Linked DNA regions of Mus musculus: all the other regions are linked to region 3. A link is a contact called in public promoter capture Hi-C data. All regions are on one chromosome and are shown on one strand. Each heading gives the region's core, a stretch centred on a gene start, on an enhancer-like site or on the middle of the called end of the contact. The rest is flanking DNA. Distances are from core to core; before and after follow the strand shown. Region 1 holds the start of Psmc3 (proteasome (prosome, macropain) 26S subunit, ATPase 3). Region 2 holds the start of Slc39a13 (solute carrier family 39 (metal ion transporter), member 13). Region 3 overlaps Ptprj (protein tyrosine phosphatase, receptor type, J).

Region 1 (3,099 bases), core at 145-2,644, 580 kb after region 3:
TCTCTGAAGTGTTTGAAGACCATCTATCGACATAGACTATGTTGAATAGGCAAGCATTGCTTGTTTATAGCTATTTACAACCTGTGTAACTTTGAAAACATCTTTAGACTAAATAAAGCTTATTTCTGTAATTAACTAAACTAGTATCTAACATGACCATAAATGTCATTATTTATGGGTAACTAATTACTAACTTGCCTTTCAGATTATCCTAAACAGTTTGTAATAGCAGCTTTCAGGGACTAGAACTTGGGCTGCAGAGATGGCTCAGTAGGTAAGACTGCTCTTCTGAAAGTCCCAAGCAACCACATGGTGACTCACAACCACCCATAATGAGATCTGACACCCTCTTCTGGTTCATTTGAAGATCGCTACAGTGTACTTATTTATAATAATAAATAAATCTGCCAGTCAGTGGTGGCCTTTAATTTCAGAACTTGAGAGGCAGAGGCAGAGGCAGAGGCAGGTGAATTTCTGAATTCAAGCCAGCCTCGTCTATAGAGTGAGTTCCAGGACAGCCAGGGCTACACAGAGAAACCCTGTCTCGAAAAATCAAAATAAATAAATAAAATTTTTTAAAGGACTAGAACTTTACAGCACATGAGTTGTGTAGATATAATACTTTAAACAAGAGTAGAAACATATATACAGTACATTGTAACAAAAATAACTTCCCTATGTGGACAGTTAGATCTGCATTAATATTAGTAGAAGCAATGGTTTATCTGGGTTTTGTTAGGCTATTTTTGTTTAAGACTCACAGTGTGACCAGAATAGCTAGAAATACACTATGTAGCACAGGGTGGCCTTAATATGCAGCAATCCTTCTGCTTCATCTTTGCAGTGGCTCAGTGTCTGTGATGACAGGCATGTGCCATCAAACCTAGCAGTTTCTTTTCAACCTTTCTCTTTCTTTCTTTCTCTTTCTTTCTCTCTCTCTCTCTCTCTCTCTCTCTCTCTCTCTCTCTCTCTCTCTCTCTCTCTCTCTCTCTCTCTCTCTCTCTCTCTCTCTCTCTCTCTCTCCCTCTCCCCCCCCCCTCTTCCTCCCTCCCTTTTGTTTTTGGTTTTTGAGACAAGAGTTTCTTTGTGTAGCCTTAGCTCTCCTGGACTCACTCTAGACCAGGCTAACCTTAAACTCAGAGATCCGCCTACCTCTGCCTCCAGAGTTCTGGGACTAAAGGCATGCGCCACCACACTGGACATTTTGCAAATCCGTGAATTCCAAGTTTACCTGGGTTCTTAGATTGCACCGGCACCTGTGCAAACTCCTTTTCAGTTATCCGCCAGGCTAAAAACTGCATTTCCCGAAAGACTCCGCGGCTTTCTCCTGCCTCCCGCCTCTTCCGGTTGTGCAGCAAGCCCCGCCCCGCCTGTACGCCGGCCAATAGCAGCCCAGCCCTCGCTCCCGCACAAACCGGAGCAACCGGCGAGCCACGGGGCGGGCCCTGTAGCCTCGGTTTGGTTCGTGGAGTCCCAGCGGCAGATTCGCTCGGAGACGCGGACAGAACCCGTTCTGTCGCGTCAGGAATCGCGGGTGAAGTTCTCCACGGGTGGAGAGAAGACGTTGAGAAAGGCTGCGCTGGGCTCCCTCAGGGGCTCGTGCGCACTCCCAGTTTCGGCCTCTTCATGCAGGAAATGAATCTGCTGCCGACGCCCGAGAGTCCAGTGACTCGGCAGGAGAAGATGGCGACCGTGTGGGATGAAGCTGAGGTGAGTGTTGGGAGACCTGAGGGGCGTCCCAAAGTTTGGGCTATAAGGTTAGACGTTCTTGGAGGCCGGGAAAGGAGGTGGCTGGAAGGCCAGGTCCGGTCTGGACTGGTTGCAGAGCTTCTTGGGTTGTCCCGACTTCATCCTGCTGTTGGGTTAAGGAAGCAGGCGCTGAGGGGGCTGTGGGACCGTGGGATGGCAGCTCTGAGTTACAGTAAATAAGTACTTCTTCTCTTATTTGAACAGCAAGATGGCATTGGGGAGGAGGTGCTCAAGATGTCCACGGAAGAGATTGTCCAGCGCACACGGCTGTTAGACAGCGAGATCAAGGTGGGCTCCTGGCTCCGGTGCAGGCAGCGGAGTTCTCAGATCTCCATTTTACAGATGAGGAACCCGAGGCTCAGAGAGGGATGAATTCACACTCAAACCCATGGAAAATACCTAGCCCTGTCCCACAGCCGCTTTGTCAGGAGGTTTTCCCACTGGCCTCTTGTCCTGACCTCTGCAGTTTGGACATGTACAGGCTGGGCCTTCAGAAAGCCTGAGATCTGGTTGGATGGGTCTCCCGGGTAACCTGGACCTCATCTATTAGAGGGCTGTAATGAATGCAGGCTGAATCAGGGTTGAACATTGGTTTTCTCTTATCCCAGATCATGAAGAGTGAAGTATTGCGAGTCACCCATGAACTCCAAGCCATGAAAGACAAAATCAAAGAGAACAGTGAGAAAATCAAAGTGAACAAAACCCTGCCGTACCTTGTCTCCAATGTCATCGAGGTGTGTGTCTGTGTGTGGGAAGAGGAGGAGGCAGGAGGCTTGGAGACATCTAGGGATGGGGCCCATAGGGTAGAGTGTAAAAAGCAATGTTTAAGTCTGCAAAGACCTTAGAAGTGTCACAGATTTCTGCCATTTTCTTCTTTTGTTCCTTCTTGGGGCAGATGAACTTTGCAAACAGAAGCAGCACCTCAACAAAGGTGTTGTCAACCCCCTAACACATCATCTATGTTTATTAAGCTTAAGGCTAGACTGAGGAGGGAAGGAAGGCCTGTGGCCTTGTGGGTTTAGGGAACTGTTTGAGCACACACAGTAGTGGATTTTGGGAAGGGAACTGAGCCTATTTTCTTTCTTAGTTGCTGGACGTTGACCCCAATGACCAGGAGGAGGATGGTGCCAACATTGACCTGGACTCTCAGAGGAAGGGCAAGTGTGCGGTGATCAAAACTTCTACCCGACAGGTAAGGTTGGCTCAGTCACAGTTGGGCAGGGGGCAGCATGGGGGAGTTTCCGTGTAGCTACGACTGCCTGTAACTCTTCCTACAGACATACTTCCTGCCAGTGATTGGGTTGGTGGATGCAGAAAAGCTGAAGCCAGGAGACCTGGTGGTGAGTGATA
Region 2 (3,090 bases), core at 215-2,714, 600 kb after region 3:
CTCACTCTGCAGCGGAAACAATCCCCAGGGTGGGTGCACGGAGCACCCTCTGCCCATCTACACGTCTCCCAAGAACCACACATATTTTCCTTCTGAGCTGGCTCCAGCCTATGTGTCAATGTGTCCGCCTGAGGCTAAACTTTCCTTAATGACTGGGTGAGGCACTGGCTGGGCTCCTTCAGCCACCGGAGGAGGGACCATCCCTGTTGGGTGCCTCTAGCTGCCAGGAGAGGCTTGGCTGCCAGAATGTGCCGGTAAAGACACCCCAGGGTCTAAAGCCAGCACTGTTTAGCTTGATGGCGTGGTACAAAGAAACACAGGTGGGGAAACTGAGTCATAGTCCAAACCTCTTCCTCCTAAATGATCTTATTCTTGGGCACCAAGAGACAAGAGGTGGGGCTGAAGAGAAGAGATGCCTCACAGTTGCCAGAGCCAGAGGCTGTGGTAACTAACTTATGGCTAATTAATTTGGTGCTCTAGATTGTTAACTGACTGTAGTCCCTTATGAGCCTGAGCCTCAGTGTCCTCATCAGGGAATGGATGAGGTAACAGAGCTCCCTAACAGCGATGAATATGAGGTGAACTTGACAATGCAGGTAGCTGCTGGCATCGAGGAGGGAATGCAAGTCCTCTGAATGCCAGGGGAGGTCTGAAGCACTCGCAGAAGGAATGTGCTCTGCAGACTGATGGCAGCCGGATGGGGATGTGAGTCAACCAAGCCAGAAGTTCAATCTGGAAAGTTTAAATGTGATCTGCCCCGTCTTCTACTGGCTGTGACCTTGAAACTGCCTCAGTTTCCTCATCTGCCAATGGATGTTAAGAGAGAAATCATCGGTCTCTGATTGGTGGGCTACAAGCCTATGTCTGGAATCTTCAGGCCATAATTAGTGACCCCTGCCCCAGCCCTCCCCGACCCCTCGCGGCCGCCACTGCCAACACCAGCACAAACAAACGAGCAAAGCTTCACTGGGACCAAGGCAGGCCCTCGCCAGGCCAAGACCTTAGCGGGTCATGCAGAGGCAAGGGGGGACCACAGGTTCAGCAGAGAAGTATGGGGTATGGAGAGAAAGGAGAAAGCAAGAGAAAGGAAAGTCAATAAAATGAGCTAGAATGTCTGGTGGAAGGAGAAGACAAGAAGCGGGGCAGCAGGGAGGGCTGAGGGGCAGAGCGTGGGACGTCAGAGGTAAAGAGCCAAAGAGCAGGCAAGTTCAACTCCTAAACTGAGGACGAGTCGCGACAGGTTTGGGAACTGACACGGTCCATCCCGCCCCGGACGCCGGCCTGAGGGTCCAGCGATCACTCACCGCGCAGTGGCAGAGGTGGCAGCGGCAGCAGATGCAGCGCTCCGGGCGGGCCCGGCCATCCAGCTGCAGTGTCGCGCCCCGCCCCGCTCTGCCTCGCCCGGCCCCACCACTAGGCCCCCAGCCCGGAGCCACCCCCGGCGTGCAGCCACGTCACACGGGACAGTCCGGAACCCGACGCGCGCGGCTCCGGGGGGCTAGACGGAGCGACGGCGGGGGAGGCGCTTCCGCCTCATACCATGGGGGACCCGCGCGGTCAGCGCACTTCCGCTCGGGGCGGATTCTGGGGCTGCGGGGAGAGTAGGACGGAAGTGGGTACCCTCGTGGGCATCGCGTTTAGCCAAGTTAAGCTAGGGTGAGGGCGGCACCCACGCGGGAACCGGGATCAACAGGGCGGCGGGGCTTCAGTGTGGCGTCCTTCTGAGGATGCAGTTCCAGCAGTGGCCACACGGGGGCGCGCACGGCTGCCAAACCGCTCCGTCCCGGGACGAGAGCAGGGCTATGGCTCTCTGAGTCAGCAGGCCTGGCTCCTCCATGAGCTAGGGAAAGGGGAAGTGCCTGCCGCAAGGAGGGGCCTGGCTCTGGGTACCTCAGAAGAGGGAATTTTATTCTTACTCATCGAATTATTTTTATGCTTTGGTTTTTCACTTGGAACCTCAGGCCACCGTCTCCAGGACTGTAACCCTTTGAAGTCCAGTACACGTTTCTAGAGCCTGTGCCCTGGAATTTCAAGCCAGGATACAACAAAGGACTTGGTGTTCTCTTACCCTGACAAAGCTGTACCTGAACTCTTAGACCGAAGGAGCAGTTAGTGGCAATAACAATGGCTACAGTTCTCTGATCTAGGGTAGCCCTTTACTGACCATTTACTCAGTAATCAGTGTTAACTTTACCAAATCGTTTTTATCTTTCAGGTGGGTACTGACTGTTGACCTAGGGTCAGACATATGTCACACATATGGCAGAGGCGGAATTCAACTTGGATGTACCTCTCCCTAGGGCGTGCGATGGCCACCTCATGTCTAAGCTGGAGCTAAGGTGTGGATGTGGCCTAACACCCCCCACTCCTTTGCGATCCGATACATGTTTGCATCCTTCTCTGGGAATCAGCCAGTAACTGACATGGAAGACATTCAGCAGAGGCCGAATGAGTGCTCCCCTGGGCTGGCTGTGACAGAGTGAGGGGCTCATTAGTCCTCACCTACCATTGCGGCTCTCTATGGTCCCTTGTTCCTTCTGGGCGCTCCGAGAGCAGACCGAACTCACACATCACAGTTGATGCCCTACCTCACAGTGTGTGTTTGTGTGTGTGGTTGTTGTTGTTGTTGTCGTTTTACTTTGAGATTGGTTCTATGTAGCCCTAACCCCCTGCCTGTTCTGGAACTTTCTATGTAGATGTGGCTGACTTTGAACCTACAGAGATCTGCCTACTTCTACCTCCTCAGTGCTAGAATTAAATACGTGTGCCACCACTCTTGGTTTATTTATTTATATATTTTTGACATAAGGTCTCATGTAGACTACCCCTAAACTTATTATATAGCAGAGAATGACCTGGAACCTGTGGACTGCCTGGATAGATGTGCCCTCCTACATCCAGTTTATGCAGTGCTGACAGCCTGGGCATTGTGTGTGCCAGGCAAGTACTCTATCAACTACAACCCCAGCCTTTTATACCCCTCCCTCCACCCTCCAACCCTGAGTCAAAGTTTCTCTGTATAGCCCTGGCTGTCCTGCAACTCCATTTAGAGACCAGACTGGCTTTGAACTCACAGAGATCTGCCTGCTT
Region 3 (2,868 bases), core at 258-2,757:
TCTAGGGTAGCTCTGGAGTTTTGTTCCCTGCCATGAGCATTCAATAACACTCCACCCTCTGAGCTAGACTGCACTAGAGCAGTGAAATTCTGCAGAGCTCCAGCTATTCTCCAACTTATCTACCAGGCTGGCTCACGGGAGAGACAGTGCCTGCCTGTGTGGGCACCCCACTGTCTGTGAAAGTTCTGCATAATTACTGCTATTAACAAAGATTTGCCTTATTAGAGGGGTTCAGCAAGCTCTGCCCTCCTTGGGGAGACCAAGCCAATCATTTTATCTCAATGAGTCCTAGGCTTTGGGTTGTTTTTTGGTTGGTTGGTTTGGTTCGGTTTGGCTTTGCTGGAAAAGAAAAAAAAAGTCCTGAATTTTAGGGGCAAAAAATGCTACCATTTTTTTCCCAAAAATATACCTTTTTTTAAAGTAGTAACTACTATTATCCTCCTACAGAAACAGTAAGGTCTTGATCCCAGAACAGTGCTTTCAGCTGGATGTATTTAGCTATATAAACCATCGTCACCATAATATTAGGCAGGCATCTGTATTTATCTTGTCTTCCTACAGACCAGGAAAAGTACCCAGCTCCAACTGGGACTCAGGCCTCCACACAGCACTGGAGGGCCAAGAGGAAAGGAACTTTGTATAACTTACCTTTCAAAGGATGCCAGAACTTCATATGTATCGGGCAAGTACGCAACCATGAGCTATAGACTCACTCCCAGGCTGACACGCAAAATCAAAAAATATAGGAGGCTATCTCTGCTTTCCAAGAATTTCTATAATCCCACAACACCATATTGTAAGTGTAGTAAAACAGCAACATAAGAAAGTGCTTGCAAAATAATACATATCACATAAAATAGAAATATTCAGTATTACAGTTTCAGTATATTTATCTCACACATGGGTGTGGGCTGGTGAAAGAAAATCACAAGAAATCCAATGATTTTATGAGCTGGTGGTTTAACTATGTCCCCCAGGAAGCCCCCAAACTCCCTAGCTCAAAAGAATCTGCTGACGTAGACTCCCGAGGAACTGGGAATACAGTGCTATATCACCGTCATTCAGTTGAGAAAACAAAGAATTTTTATAGTTGTGGTTAAACAACTAACTGAATGCTCCTTTCACTTACAGTTTCTATCTTCATTGTATTTTGGGGGGGTTGTTATGTTTCTATATGCATTGATGTTCTGCCTGCATGTCTGTGCAAGGATGCCAGACCCTCTGGAACTTGAGTTACAGACAGTTGTGAGCCACCGCTGGGAATCGAACTCAGGTCCCCTGGAAGAGAGGCTAGTGCTCTTAACCACTGAGCCATCTCTCCAACCCCATAAGTGGATTCTTGTTATCTTTTTTTCCTGTGATTTTTTCCCCCCATGTTAGCCATTAATGCAACTGTGTCCACTAGGGGGCAGTAGCAAACAACACAAGAATGGAAAGGAGCAAGGTACTCACCCGCACCTGCGCACAGGACCTGTAACGGAAAAGAAAAGGGAAGTCAGCAGATCCATTCAACCGTGAAAATGCAAATCAGAAGCAGAGCAGTTGGGGGTGGGTATCGAGTGCACGGGAGGCAGACGGCCATGGAGAGGGCGTCCTGGGGCTGTAAATACAGGGAAAGAGCAAGTCAACTATACAAAAGATTAACTGGGTTCACTGAGGCCATGGGGCTGCTGACTACATAAACCCAGTGTTTTTCACAGCTCCGCAAGCCAGTGCTCCCTCCTGCCCCTGGGAGGTGAACTGCCTTACAGAGAATACAAAAGGAAATGCAGGCCACAAGCTCTTCCCTTTAGCCATGTCCAGGGCCAGCCTACTGTTAAAGCCATGGCTGAAGTGCAGTCAATAGGTTTGTAATCTCTCACTATACAATAGTAACCTTCTTTAGTCTATCAGTAGAGGGCAATCAGTTTCTAATTATCTGGTATATAGCTTTGGGAAGGAGCAGAATGTGAGGCCTTACAGATTTAGTTGGCAATGTTAGTCTTTCGTTTGGGAGCCAGGGAGTCCCTTCGGCGGTTCTCACTATCATCCATACCATACATTATTTCCCCAAAGCCTAATGTAATTCAAGGTCGCAAATCCCATTGTCTCTTAAATACATGCTTTTGGTAATTGGAATTTCCAAAGTATGGTGACTGAGAAAAAGAAAATAACCAAAAGAAGGGAAAATGCCCCACAATTCCCTACTGCCCTCAGATTAAAAATCCACCCTTAAGTACCCAGCAGGCTCCTCTAGTCTTGGTGACACTCGTATTCTTGAAGCTGATTTCCCCTTAGGACATTTAAACATATATTCCCTCTTGCAAAATCAGTGCCCCAAAACTTATTTTCTAGGGCCTGCCCAAAAAGGCCACCCCTTCAGAAGTCTCTTCTATAACCAGCCAGGAAAACTAAACCACCCTCACTCCTTCACCACTGTTTCCTCCACAGGAGCAGAAACACTGTGCATACAGTAGGTGCTCAATAAGTGTCACAGAAAAGAACCAATTAGCTGAGATGGAACGGAATCCCCAAGGTCCCCCAAAACTTTCTACCATCTCCTCTCTCAAGCTTAACCTTTCTTAGCTCATCTGAGCCAGGCAATATGTCAACAACACAGTCTAGGATGGACCCAAGGGGAGGGGGAGAACACAAGAGGCCATGCCAGCACAAGGAAGCAAGTGTATTTTGCCCAGTTCAACTACAAAACCATCACTCTTTAGGATGGTGGCTTCTGGCACCTGCCCATAGTACCCGCCTTGGTATCAATACAGCGTTGCCCCTCCTGGAATCCATTCATCTAAGGACCACCTGAAACCATCCTGCCCTCTAGCTGTTTGCCAAAAATGAGGAAAAGAGACAAGTCTAAAAGTAACTCCAGTCAGAGAG

The links. Promoter capture Hi-C pulls out the DNA fragments that hold promoters and counts their contacts.
Region 1: a promoter capture Hi-C map of pre-B cells shows a contact between it and region 3, with 2.5 times the contacts expected there. The contact joins the promoter of Psmc3 here to the enhancer-like site in region 3. A contact is called at or near these places in 2 of 39 promoter capture datasets (cranial neural crest and pre-B cells), 2 of 15 datasets of contacts at CTCF or cohesin (large pre-B cells and pro-B cells), 3 of 484 Hi-C or Micro-C datasets (the G1E-ER4 cell line, the HPC-7 cell line and the N1E-115 cell line) and 1 of 115 datasets of contacts at active chromatin or transcription factors (pancreatic cancer cells).
Region 2: a promoter capture Hi-C map of pre-B cells shows a contact between it and region 3, with 2.2 times the contacts expected there. The contact joins the promoter of Slc39a13 here to the enhancer-like site in region 3. A contact is called at or near these places in 5 of 39 promoter capture datasets (cranial neural crest, frontonasal cranial neural crest, maxillary cranial neural crest and 2 more), 1 of 15 datasets of contacts at CTCF or cohesin (large pre-B cells), 2 of 484 Hi-C or Micro-C datasets (the HPC-7 cell line and the N1E-115 cell line) and 3 of 115 datasets of contacts at active chromatin or transcription factors (bone marrow-derived macrophages, memory CD8 T cells and pancreatic cancer cells).

Annotation. Positions count from the first base shown.
Region 1 is chr2:91,052,622-91,055,720 of GRCm38.p6, forward strand. It overlaps Psmc3 (proteasome (prosome, macropain) 26S subunit, ATPase 3), which reads left to right and starts at 1,395. Exons shown (of 12, transcript NM_008948.2): 1 at 1,395-1,710; 2 at 1,954-2,037; 3 at 2,358-2,483; 4 at 2,837-2,941; 5 at 3,027-3,089. The coding sequence starts at 1,627. It also overlaps Gm13778.
Region 2 is chr2:91,068,851-91,071,940 of GRCm38.p6, forward strand. It overlaps Slc39a13 (solute carrier family 39 (metal ion transporter), member 13), which reads right to left and starts at 1,465. Exons shown (of 10, transcript NM_026721.3): 1 at 1,305-1,465. It overlaps Gm39874 (predicted gene, 39874), which reads left to right and starts at 1,501. Exons shown (of 2, transcript NR_166131.1): 1 at 1,501-1,656; 2 at 2,216-2,773.
Region 3 is chr2:90,473,519-90,476,386 of GRCm38.p6, forward strand. It overlaps Ptprj (protein tyrosine phosphatase, receptor type, J), which reads right to left. Exons shown (of 24, transcript NM_008982.6): 2 at 1,453-1,471. Among named protein-coding and RNA genes, the nearest start is that of Olfr1274, 74 kb to the left of the region's middle. Within about 2 kb of position 1,508, at least 241 of the 459 cell types and tissues checked have an H3K27ac peak or open chromatin away from gene starts, as enhancers often do. A contact at or near this core is called in the G1E-ER4 cell line, the HPC-7 cell line, the N1E-115 cell line and 6 more, where this site is marked.